Regions from separate parts of the Triticum aestivum genome. Here region 2 is linked to region 1. The links are chromatin contacts, called in public Hi-C maps. All regions are on one chromosome and are shown on one strand. The core of a region is the stretch at or near the end of the contact, and the rest is flanking DNA. Distances in the headings are between cores, read along the strand shown.

What was found. A called contact is a pair of places that touch in the nucleus more often than the background predicts.
Region 2: a Hi-C map of leaf shows a contact between it and region 1, with 5 times the contacts expected there. The contact joins the promoter of LOC123137030 here to the promoter of LOC123137025 in region 1. A contact is called at or near these places in 3 of 5 Hi-C or Micro-C datasets (all in leaf).

What each region holds. Positions count from the first base shown.
Region 1 is chr6B:304,951,591-304,957,262 of IWGSC CS RefSeq v2.1, reverse strand. It overlaps LOC123137025 (cysteine synthase), which reads left to right and starts at 2,872. Exons shown (of 7, transcript XM_044556559.1): 1 at 2,872-3,091; 2 at 3,180-3,307; 3 at 3,419-3,621; 4 at 3,688-3,816; 5 at 4,103-4,261; 6 at 4,389-4,582; 7 at 4,697-5,258. The coding sequence starts at 3,011. The coding sequence ends at 4,828. It also overlaps the pseudogene LOC123137024.
Region 2 is chr6B:305,722,076-305,727,747 of IWGSC CS RefSeq v2.1, reverse strand. LOC123137030 (transmembrane protein 258) reads right to left here and starts at 2,731. Exons shown (of 4, transcript XM_044556567.1): 1 at 2,545-2,731; 2 at 2,370-2,464; 3 at 1,669-1,747; 4 at 1,355-1,580. The coding sequence starts at 2,547. The coding sequence ends at 1,533. LOC123137029 reads left to right here. Exons shown (of 8, transcript XM_044556565.1): 8 at 482-1,018. The coding sequence ends at 886.

The DNA.
Region 1 (5,672 bases), core at 1,623-4,122:
GGCAGGTTCCTGCCGCCGGCGTTGGCCGCGGTGGCGGCGGCACCCGGCGTGAAAGGTGCTAGGGCAGGAGGGTTGCGGCGGCTCCCCATGAGGCGGCTGGGGTGGCTCGGGCGGGGTGGCCTTGTGCGGTGGTAGCCGGCGACCCCATGGCTGGCTGGGAGATCCGGTGGGCTTCCCTGCTGTGTGATGGGCGGCGGCGGCGGCCATGGATCCGGCGTCCCTGTAAGATCCGTCGCGGCGTGGCTTCGGCCGGCCGGCGACAAGTGATGGGACTGATGTGGGGCGCTTGGAGGCGTACATCTACATGGCAAGAGGTTGCGTGCGGATCCAGTCAGCGATGAGATCGGAGTGCAGCGACTTCTAGTGAAAACCGTGCCGACTTAGGTCATGGCAGACGATGGCGACGTCTCCGACGTGGTTTCCTTGTTAAAGCATCATCGTTGCATGTTGCGTCACCACGTTCGGGATGTTCCGGAGAAAACCTTAGATATGGGTCTCCCAGATCGGATGATGACGACATCTTCGGTACGGTGCTTCCTCTTGGGGGCATCGTTTTGGAGCAGGTGTTGGCTGGAGGGAACAATAGGTGGAGCGGTGTTGCATCTTCAACATTGATGGCAGGCGGTCTCGGCGACATAGCACAATGGGGTCTTGGTGTTGGATGTGTGTTGATGGGCGCGCGCAGGAGGATGGCACTGTCTGGCATCATGGTAGCACCGACAGCAGAAGAGTTTAGCAAGGTTAGTGCATGGGTCACTCCTGAAGATGTAACGGCGGAAGATGACGGCGACAGAGTATAGAACGTGCACATGTGGTGCGCGTTGTGGGTCTGCTAGACCGGTTGGTGCTCCCAACTAGCTGGCGGGTGGCTTGGTGAGCCCACCAAATTACTTGATCTATGTTGGCGCGAGGTCAAGGCACATCATCGAGCTTGGGTGCCACATGCATTAAGTGACACAGGAGTAGTCGCCCACTCGGTAAAAAAATGCTTAAGATCTCACAATGCTTTTTTTAGGCTACGATCTCACGATGCAATTGTCACTTTTATGATACTTTGGTAAACAGATTCAAATGATTTAATTGACTACAATGGTTGGTTATCTTTGATTTTTTATATTTACTAGAAATTATAACTTTATGTGCAGTACGTATGTAGAATCCAGGCATCAGCCTCCTTGTAAGCACAACAATGTAGATGAAAGACAGAAAAGCTCTGATGAATGTTTTATTTCCTACGATACACCATGAACGTGAGAAACAAACGTTTCTTAAAGACACTGACTAAAACAGTGGAGGTTTGATAGCAAGGCCATGAACAAAACAACTGCGAGTTGTTTTATAGCACACACCTTAACTAATTATCTTTTAAGAGAGCAGGGAAGCTTGCCAAATCTGTGTTGATTACCCCAGCATCTTCAGTTCATGAATACGTAACCAGTCGTCTCAACTTGCAGCGAAGTCACAGACCAAGAGTCTAACAACGGCTACATTTGGCACTTTGTGACCTGCTAAATTGCGAAATAATCCATCACTGCCTTGAGTATTTAATAACATATATATACAGCAGGATGGTCGATGGTTCAGCTCAGATTAAAATTACGGAAATACTAACGCCCTCTGGCAACTCGCCTACATGCATGGATCCTCGTCCAACCATTTCTGCACGAATCCTGGTGCGTTCTAGCAGGTTTTTTATGCCAGGTAGGACTGGGCTGGTGTGTGGGCATTCATCCGGTCACCCACATGCCCGTTTCACCATGCGGAGCGGCTGAGGTGTGGGCGTTTAGCAGTTCGCCCACAAGCCAGTTTTCACGCATGCAAAAGGGCTGGTGTGTGGGCGTTTATCAGTTCGCCCACACGCCCGTCTCTTCTCCCACACCCAAAGCTGTCAGTTGCCATGTGTGTTGCAGCGTGTATGGCAACTGTCCTAGCGTGCTTGTAAGCAGATGACAACTCTCACTTTTTACTTCGAGTTGCCATGTGTTCTGCAGGGTACATGGCAACTGCCCTAGTTGCTTGTAAGCAGATGGCAACTCCCTCTTTACCCGAACATGTTTTTTTACATGCCTTTTTTATAGTACTACATGGCAACTGCCTAGTGCTAGTAGGTGGCAACCCCTAAAGTTTTTCAAATCATAGCAACTGTAGTAGACCAGACAATACATGGCAACAACTGCAATTGTCCAAAAATGGCATCCAGCACTTGACCTGAGATGGCAACTGCAGTTGAGCAACCATGACAACTGTAGTTGTCAGACATGGCAACTATAGCTCAGCAACATGACAACTGCAGTTAAACGAACATGGAAGAGGGTCCGGACCATGGCAACTGCGAGGACGCATGATGACTGTTACGTGAAGCATGCGGGACCATGAGTACGGGCGTGTGGGCCTTTTCGATTTTGCCCACACGGAAGCGTGTGGGAGGGACCGCGAGACAAAAAAAGAGGCGTGTGGGCATTACTTGTTTTGCCCACACGTAGACGTGTGGGCTGATTCTCTTAGACACCATAAAAAACGTGTGGCCAGATCCCTTAACGCTCACACGTGTGGGCGTTATCGGTGTTCTAAAATTATTTGCTTACCCTCTGCATAATGGTTGATTGTCTTGTTCTATAAGCAGGGAAACTTGGGGTCCAAGTTCCAGGCTTCCAACCCATAGGAGGTTTCTTGGCATGCAGGGAAACTTGTGTTCCAAGTTCTAGGCTTCCAACCAATCGGTGGTTTCTGAATTTGATATCTGATTGGTATGCTGCACACTGATGTAGTGTCATATGTCAACAGACTTCAATTAAAAAAAATCTGGATGGAAGTTTCAGGGAAACTTCCCTGAAACCTCCAAATTTAGTATTAATTTATCCATGTAGTATACCATCAGAATGGGACTTCTCAGCTATATAACATCATTGAACGCTGGAGTACCTCATACTTCTGTTCATCCATTTGTCCAAGACATTCGAGCTTGTTAAGTTCTAGTAGTTTTATTTGTTGCAGAGTTAGTACCAGAGAAATGGAGCCACAGGAAGGAAGGAAAGGGATACCATCTCTGCTGTCCTCGCAGGGGGAGTGCATTGCCACCAACATCACACAGGTGCCTACTTTCTCTGTATATAGTCATTATTCCTTCACTGTACAAAGCTTGTTATCTTTAATCTGCAAGTAAATTCTATGCCTTCCAGCTCATTGGTTGGACACCACTGATAGAACTGAGAAACATCACTGAGAAAGACAGCATAGGTGCTCGGCTGATTGGGAAGATTGAGCCGTACCAGCCCCTTTCCTCTGTGAAGGATCGGAGTGCTCTCAGGTGGCTGCTCTTTTTTACTTTCCTTCCCAGGAAGAAATTCTTCACCTCAAATCTACCATACGTAACGTCATGAGTCTCGACAGCAATATGAATGGATGAACAAATTTGCAGATTGATTGAAGATGCAGAGGAGAAAGGCTTGATCACACCTGGCATCACAACACTGCTGGGGGTCACAAGTGGTAATCTTGGCATCGGCGTGGCGTTCATTGCTGCTCAGAAAGGATACAAGTTCATCGCCCTCATGCCTGCTAAACTCTCGCTTGATAAGCAGATACTGATGCGATACCTTGGCGTAGAAGTGGTATTAGTTGGTAAGGAGCTGAGGTACCATGCCCCTCATATCACGTGCCAGATGGTAACATGCTTGTCTCCTGCAGATGCTGTACAGCATGGATTCAAAGCTTTACTTGATAGGGTAGAACAGATGAAGAAGGATGTGGAAGATGTGTATGTTCTAGATCAATTCACCAATCCTGCAAATCCCGATGCCCACTTCAGATGGACTGGTAAGTGGTAACACAATATATTTGAACTAAATTGGATGCAGTAGCAGTAGCGTTTGAGTAACTTTAGATTGTTTGACTATAAGGAAAACTCAGTCGAAGACTACGGACTGACTAACTTATAAGATGTTGAAATAAATTGATGGATGATATGCAATAAATGTTGCTATGTGGTGTTGGCCTCTGCAGGATCACACTTCCATGCAACATTTCTACTCTTTATTTTTATTTAAGATTCCTGGCTAAAAACTGAACCTCAGCACTAATGCATCGAACTAAATGTCCTTAGGACCTGAGATATGGAAAGATACAGCAGGCAAAGTGGACATATTTATAGCTGCTTCAGGTTCAGGAGGCACCATCACAGGCGTGGGGAGGTATCTCAAGACGAAGAACCCATCTGTAAAATTAATATGCGTTGAACCAGCTGAAAGTCCAGTGATTTCAGGCAAGAAACTACTACTATGATAAATATATTGAATAAATGATATTCCTACTATACATGTTTGGTTATAAACCTGGCTACCTTTCTTTGCTTGTAAATAAGTAAGATCTTCCCTGCCTATGATCTGTAGGTGGCGAGCCAGCCTTCCACAACATCCTAGGAATAGGGCCTGGTTTTGTCCCAGAAATATTGGATAGATCCCAGATAGATGAAATTGTAACAGTAACTACTCAAGAAGCTATGGACATGGCTAGAAGATTGGCAAGGGAAGAAGGATTGCTTGTTGGCATATCTTCAGGGGCAAATGCAGCTGCCTGCTTAAAGGCAAGCTCTTTTTTTCCCAAGAGTCTAGGATTTTATTTTTTAGCAGATAGTACAGTGAAGGCTATATAAATCCACTTATTTATCCAGTCCTCTGATTCATGCCCTTCCTGACAGGTTGCATCAAGAGAGGAGAACAGGGGAAAGATGATTGTGACAATGTTTTCCAGTGGTGCAGAGAGGTATCTGAACTCGGAGCTCTTTGCGCAGGTTAAGGAAGAGTGCGTCAACGTCAACATGACCTTCTGATGTCCATATCAAGGCAATGACACCGTAGGGGTGATCCAGAAGTCTAGTGTTATCTTACACTGGCTTATAAGAAGCGGAGGTCTCAGTTACTCAAATACCAGACACTGTTTTGTTAGGAGACAAAACGAAATGCACTAGCGTGACAAGTAAATACTCCCTCTGTTCACAAACATAAGATGCTCTAACCTTTTGTGTGAATCGGATGTATATAGACATGTCTTAGTGTGTTTATTCACCCATTTCAGTCTGTATGTAGTCTATATTGAAATATTCAAAACATCTTATATTGTGAACGGAGGGAGTATCTTATAATGCCAGGTCACAGAGGGTATTGATTGTGTGATTGTTTGACGAATTAGCTCATCACAGGATGGGCTGGTCCATCATTGTATGACCCAATCCCTTGTTTAGTATTAGACTTATTCTTTTATGAAAGATGAGATGGTGATATGGAGCAACCCATTCAATTCCTCAAAGTGGGTTACGTCCATTCACTGACCAATTCCTCAAACCAAACGCCTCAGACTTATCCATCACCATAATGCTTATAAGAAATAAAATAAATCAAATGAAAGTTGTCGAAAAGGAAACTAAATTCATCAAGATATCTGATTAACTGTCTTGGATATTTTTCCCAAGCAAAGCAAAATAAAAAAATTCTTGTAGAGTAAATAATTGGATTTTTCTTGAGTTATTTTTTTAAGGGAAAGAAGGAAAAGGCAGATTCAAAATAATTTTTTCTTCGGACTTTCCCAAACACAAAATACCTCCTTGTATCGCACTCTCAAATGAGAGTGGAATAAATTCGACTTTCATATAATATCTTAATAACAGGGAGGGCGGG
Region 2 (5,672 bases), core at 1,482-3,981, 770 kb before region 1:
TGCGAGTACTTTGGATGAGTACTCACGGTTGCTTTCTCCCCCCTTTTTCCCCCTTTCCTTCTTCCTGGTTGTCGCAACCAGATGCTGGAGTCCAGGAGCCAGACGCCACCGTCGACGACGACCCCTACTACACCGGAGGTGCCTACTACTACGTGCAGCCCGCTGACGACGACCTGGAGTAGTTAGGAGGATCCCAGGCAGGAGGCCTGCGCCTCCTTCGATCTGTATCCCAGTTTGTGCTAGCCATCTTATGACAACTTGTTTAACTTATGTCTGTACTCAGATATTGTTGCTTCCGCTGACTCGTCTATGATCGAGCTCATGTATTCGAGCCCTCGAGGCCCCTGGCTTGTAATATGATGCTTGTATGACTTATTTTTATTTGTAGAGTTGTGTTGTGATATTTTCCCGTGAGTCCCTGATCTTGATCGTACACATTTGCGTGCATGATTAGTGTACGATTGAATCGGGGGCGTCACAGGTGGTCACGCAAAACATCATCTTTGTCAACGCACGTCGGAAGGTTGAGTCACTAGCCGAAAAGATCAGTGGCAGGGGGTACACCGTCTCGGCAAGCCATGGTGGTATGGACCAGCATGCCAGAGATGTTGCCGTCCAGGATCTCCGGTCAGGATCATCCCGTGTCCTCGTCACCACCGACATTCGTGGTGCCAACGCGGTGCAGGTCCCTGTTGTCATCAACTATGATCTGCCAACACAACCAGTACAATACCTTCGTCATGTTCGACGAAGTGGACAGCCTGGAGGGATTGGTGTCGCTATCAGCTTCGTTGCTCGTGCTGATGAGCGTGTTCTGTCTGACATCCAAAGGTTCTGCAATACTCAGTTGGCAAAGTTACCCTCCGACGTCGCTGACCTCCTGTGAGCAATTCCGTAGTTGGATATGGTGCACAGATGGCTATCTAGACTTCTTTTTTTTCTATCGTTGGTGAATCGTTTTGTGGGATTGAAACTTGTTGAGTTCTCCGGTATTATGTCATGGTGGTTTGAAACTGAATTGAATGTGGTGCAAATAGTTGTTTGAAATGTTTTGTTGGTTCATCTGTTGTCTACTATTGTTATATTGTGTTGGTGCACATATGCTGCTAGTGAGCAACGTTATGCACACAGGTTACAGAATCCTTTAAGCCAGAACAAATAATGCAGGTCATGCTTGGATTGAACTTTGGACCAGATTACATATAGCAAGTAAGGTTTGGGTGTGAATGTGTAGGTCACCTATAATATCAAAGAATGTTCTTCCACTGAATGAATCTGGTGTTAGTACCAGTACGAAACTGATAAAAGTTAACTTTGCTTCAGTTTGCAGGCAATAACTACAGGCACCTCAATATTTCTATTCAGTATTTGTATTATGATAGTAATATGTCATGTAACATGAGAAGCGAGGGTTAACTGAAATAAACTTCTAAATACAAGACTACATGTAAACACGAATTTTCAATCTTTGATGTCCTTTCCCCTAGAGAAATTCTTGGATGTCCATGTAGGTATAGGCTGCAAGTCCCTTGTCAGACATAAACACCACTTGCCAGGAGAACAAAAAGAGATCCAAAACCCTGTGAAACAAACAAAGCAAATTTCGTAAATATGTCAACCAGCTCTACATACGAACTGATGAAACAATCAGCATTTTAGTGGGCTCACCAGAAAAACGGAAGCAACAGCTGCGGTGGTGAGCTCCTTGGCTAAGCTTCGGCTGCGCGTGGATACGGTCGCTTCATAACTGGCATATAGAGAGATCAAAGAATCAACAAAATGGTGGGTAGTCTTTTGTCAACGGACTAATCTATAAGTATATAACCATATCTATGAATGGTCCTCTGTAATTCAACATGAACGAAGAACGAAGTTGCTTCGCCTCACAACCAAGGAACTGCAAACATATACCCGATAACCCACGCGCAAATTGAGTTGTGAAACGTCAGTAAAAAGAGAGAATAAAACATGTACCAAACAACAGTAGCGCATGTAGGCAGCACACAAATTTTCCCTGAGGTCCAATAGCAAATTGCCACTAGTAGGCGCGAGCACGAGAAGCACATGTACCAAACAAGAGTGAATTGATGCATCTGCACTGAACACTAACTGTGCAACTTATAGAATGCAAGTGCCAATGTGTAGCTGTGTTACTAGTGCCCCTGTAATATGTTGGTGTTTTCTACTCGTACATCCGATAGTACTACATCCTAACAGCCAATAAGCGGCTCTACTTGCAGGTCGACGACTCGAGAACCAATCGCCACTGGGTCACTGAACAATTCACATCCAAGTACCCGAATCAAGCACGAGCGGAGCGGAGCGGAGGAGAGAAGAAGAGGAGAGGCAGGGGTTGGTTGCTCACGCACATGAAGAAGGAGGCGGTGAGCATGAGGCCGACGGCGACCGTGAGGACGGCTAGCGCGGGGTACCAGGCCACCGGCAGCGGGCTCGAGATCGACGCCTGCATCGCGCCAACGGCATCTCCCGAGTCAGGGGGGCGGAAGCAAAACCCTAGAAGAGATTTGAGGCGGGGAAGCTTACCATTCCGGATCTCAAGTCTGAACCTTGTGATCTCCTCTCCTCGCGAAGCGGGGTCCCTGTCCTCAGGTCAGGTACACTTGGAGTGGCTGGTGTGCAATTGCAAACGCATGTGCCGGCTCGCTCCCGGGGCTTACTCCATGGTTAAGCACCGCTACGTCTTTAATTTTTCTTTTTCACAAATGTAAGAATAGACGCAGACACTTGTATTTGTATACACGCACATGTAACTTACATTTGTGAGCACCTTTGACAAAGTCAGCAAATTTTCTGACTAAGAGCATCTGCAGTTGGGCACCCAAGCCCGCCTCAAATGCCCGGGCTGCCTGCCTGGCCGGTAAAAAAAACATCCCAGACGGGCGCCTCAAACCGGCCTCAAACTCCCTGTTTAACCGGAACCCCTCATATCTAGCTTAAATATGGGACGGATATGGCCACATGAAAATACTTCGAAACTCGATGGTCTGAATCTCGTCTCCTACGTCGGACAGATGGCACAGCGTGGCGCCGCTATGGCAGGCTGCGTAGTGCCATAACTCGGCTATTTAAGCCGATCGCCGGCACCGAAACCCTACTCGTCCACATTTCCTCCCGCCCGCCCGCCGCCGCTGCCACTTTCCAGTCGTCCGCTACCACTAGTAGCCATGCCCCCATGCCTCTAGGTAAAGAGCTACCCATACCTAATATCGGAGCGCCGACTGCAGCTCCTTGAGCAGATTCAGCAAGGTGTGAAGCCCGGATCGCCGCAAGGCTACCTTCGGACGCGGTGGATCTAGTGAAGGACTTGGAGGAGGAGGAGGAGGAGGAGGGGGAGGGCGAGCAGAAGGAGGAGGAGGGTGAGCACCTTTGAGAAAGTCAACAAATTTTCTGACTAAGAGCATCTACAGTCGAGCACCCCAAGCCAGCCTCAAACGCCCGGGCGGCCTGCCTGGTCAGTGACCGGTAAAAGAAAAACATCCCAGACGGGCACCTCAAACCGGTCTCAAACTCCCGGGTTAACTGGAACCCCTCATATCTAGTTTAAATATGGGACGGATATGGGGTCCCATAAGAAAATACTCTGAAGCTCGATGGTCTGAATCTCGCCTCCTTCGTCGGACGGATGGCACAGCGTGGCGCCGCTCTGGCAGCTGCATAGTGCCCTAACTTGGCTATTTAAGCCGATCGCCGGCACCGAAACCCTACCCGTCCACATTTCCTCCCTCTCGCTCGCCGCCGCTGCCACTTTCTAATCATCGTCCGCCACCACTAGTAGCCATGCCCCCATGCCTCCAGGTAAGGAGCTACCCATACCTAACGCCGGAGCGCCGACTACAGCTCCTTGAGAAGATTCGGCAAGGTGTGAAGCCCGGATCGCCGCAAGGCTACCTTCGGATGCGGTGGATCCAGTGAAGGACTTGGAGGAGGAGGAGGAGGAGGAGGACGGGGAGGGCGAGCAGAAGGAGTAGGAGGAGGACGGGGAGGGCGAGCAGAAGGAGCAGGAGGAGGATGTGGGGGACGCGGAGCAACAGGCGATCCTCGATTCCCTCCTGTCGAAATCAGAGGAGGAGGCCAATCGACGTCGTCTGCACGAGGCGAAGGCAAAGAACGTCGCGGAAGCCGATGACATGGTTGAGTATATGGATGAGGAGGAGGAGGAGGCCTCCTTCGCGCCCATCTACCCGGTGCTCGGCACCTTCGTCGTGGACATCTCCGACGACGAGCGGTAGTTAGGCTAACATGATATGCATAGTACATAGATTTTTTTTTGCATGGTTTATATGCATTTAGGGGATGAAAAATGAGAGAGTCGGATGCATAGCACAAAGTATGAGGTGTGACCGGTTAGTCCTTGCAGACGCGCTCGGTCACGTCGGCGGGCGTTTGAGGGACCGAATTTCTCAAGTCCGACCATAGATGCTCTGATGAAGTTGTAAACTTGAGAAATTCAAAAAAATACAAACACACATTTTTTTAAAAAAATCAGCATCATCCTTAATTAAAGTTTATGATTACAAGGAGATGAACTGCCTCGGGGGTGGATTAGCCATACATGCAACCTCTTGGATGAATCTATGAGTTAGAGAGTGTGTTTCTCGATTGGCCTTCAAAGATGATCTCTACACTCACAAAAGAGAGCAACTTCTCCGGTGTCATGTGTGATATGGGCATAAGCACACTTAGTTCCTTCCTTTGGAAATCTAACTGCTCCTTGACAATCACTGGCTACCAAAATCTTCTGAGCGACAATCTCCACACTGAGGCATGGAGCTTGTTTACAAGCTAGGACTTCAAGCATTTTTGGCTGTATTTGCCCCTCAAAAACAGGTGGTGAGGGTCCTTTATAGGCTCCATTGCTATCTCTCACAACAACAGCTACTGAATCTGTATGTTGGTTCGTCGGTTCTTCCCCACCGCGGCATCGGCCTTAGTTTTGATCACTCCCATCAATGGGGTAGTCTAGTTTTCCTCGACCATCGTTGGTGTAGAAAGCTTTCTTCCCTGCTATTATGTTCTACCAGTTCCATGTTATTTATGTAGCTCTGGACAAATGGATGACCCGACAAAGGGGGCTAGTAGATCTCTTCATGTAAAGCTTTACATCTTGCAAACAATATGGACCACAAGGTAATGAAGCACGTCACGTGTTCCTCTATTCTCAAGGTCTCAATCGTGGTATTGATGAAGTCGTGTGGGTACTGCTTAGCTGACATACTTATGTGCTCTACTAGACACTCATCTGCCAACTCCCACACATAATATGCAACGTTGCAGACGATTAGAGAGTGCATCCAAGAGTCCTCCCCATACAATGTGCGCCCGTTACCTGGCTCCATGTTCGAGTGACATCGTACGTTTGTCGTTGGCAATGAGCACTTTGCTAATCCCTAAAGAGAAGGCTTGATCTTTTCTGGTACCTTATCTTTGCTTGTTGGGCATGAGTCGAGCCAGAGGCCCTCCGTTCAAGCCACGCCTCCCGGTGATCCCTAGATCCCACCAGATGTGATATGATGTGCAAACTAAGAAAATTCCTTCACAATCAAAGTGACAGACCCAAAAGTCCATCTAGTGTCTTCTGCTTATCGAAATGTTGCGAATAATATCAACATCAATAGGAAGAAAGAAATGGTTCAGCTTTACTCCGTCCCAGT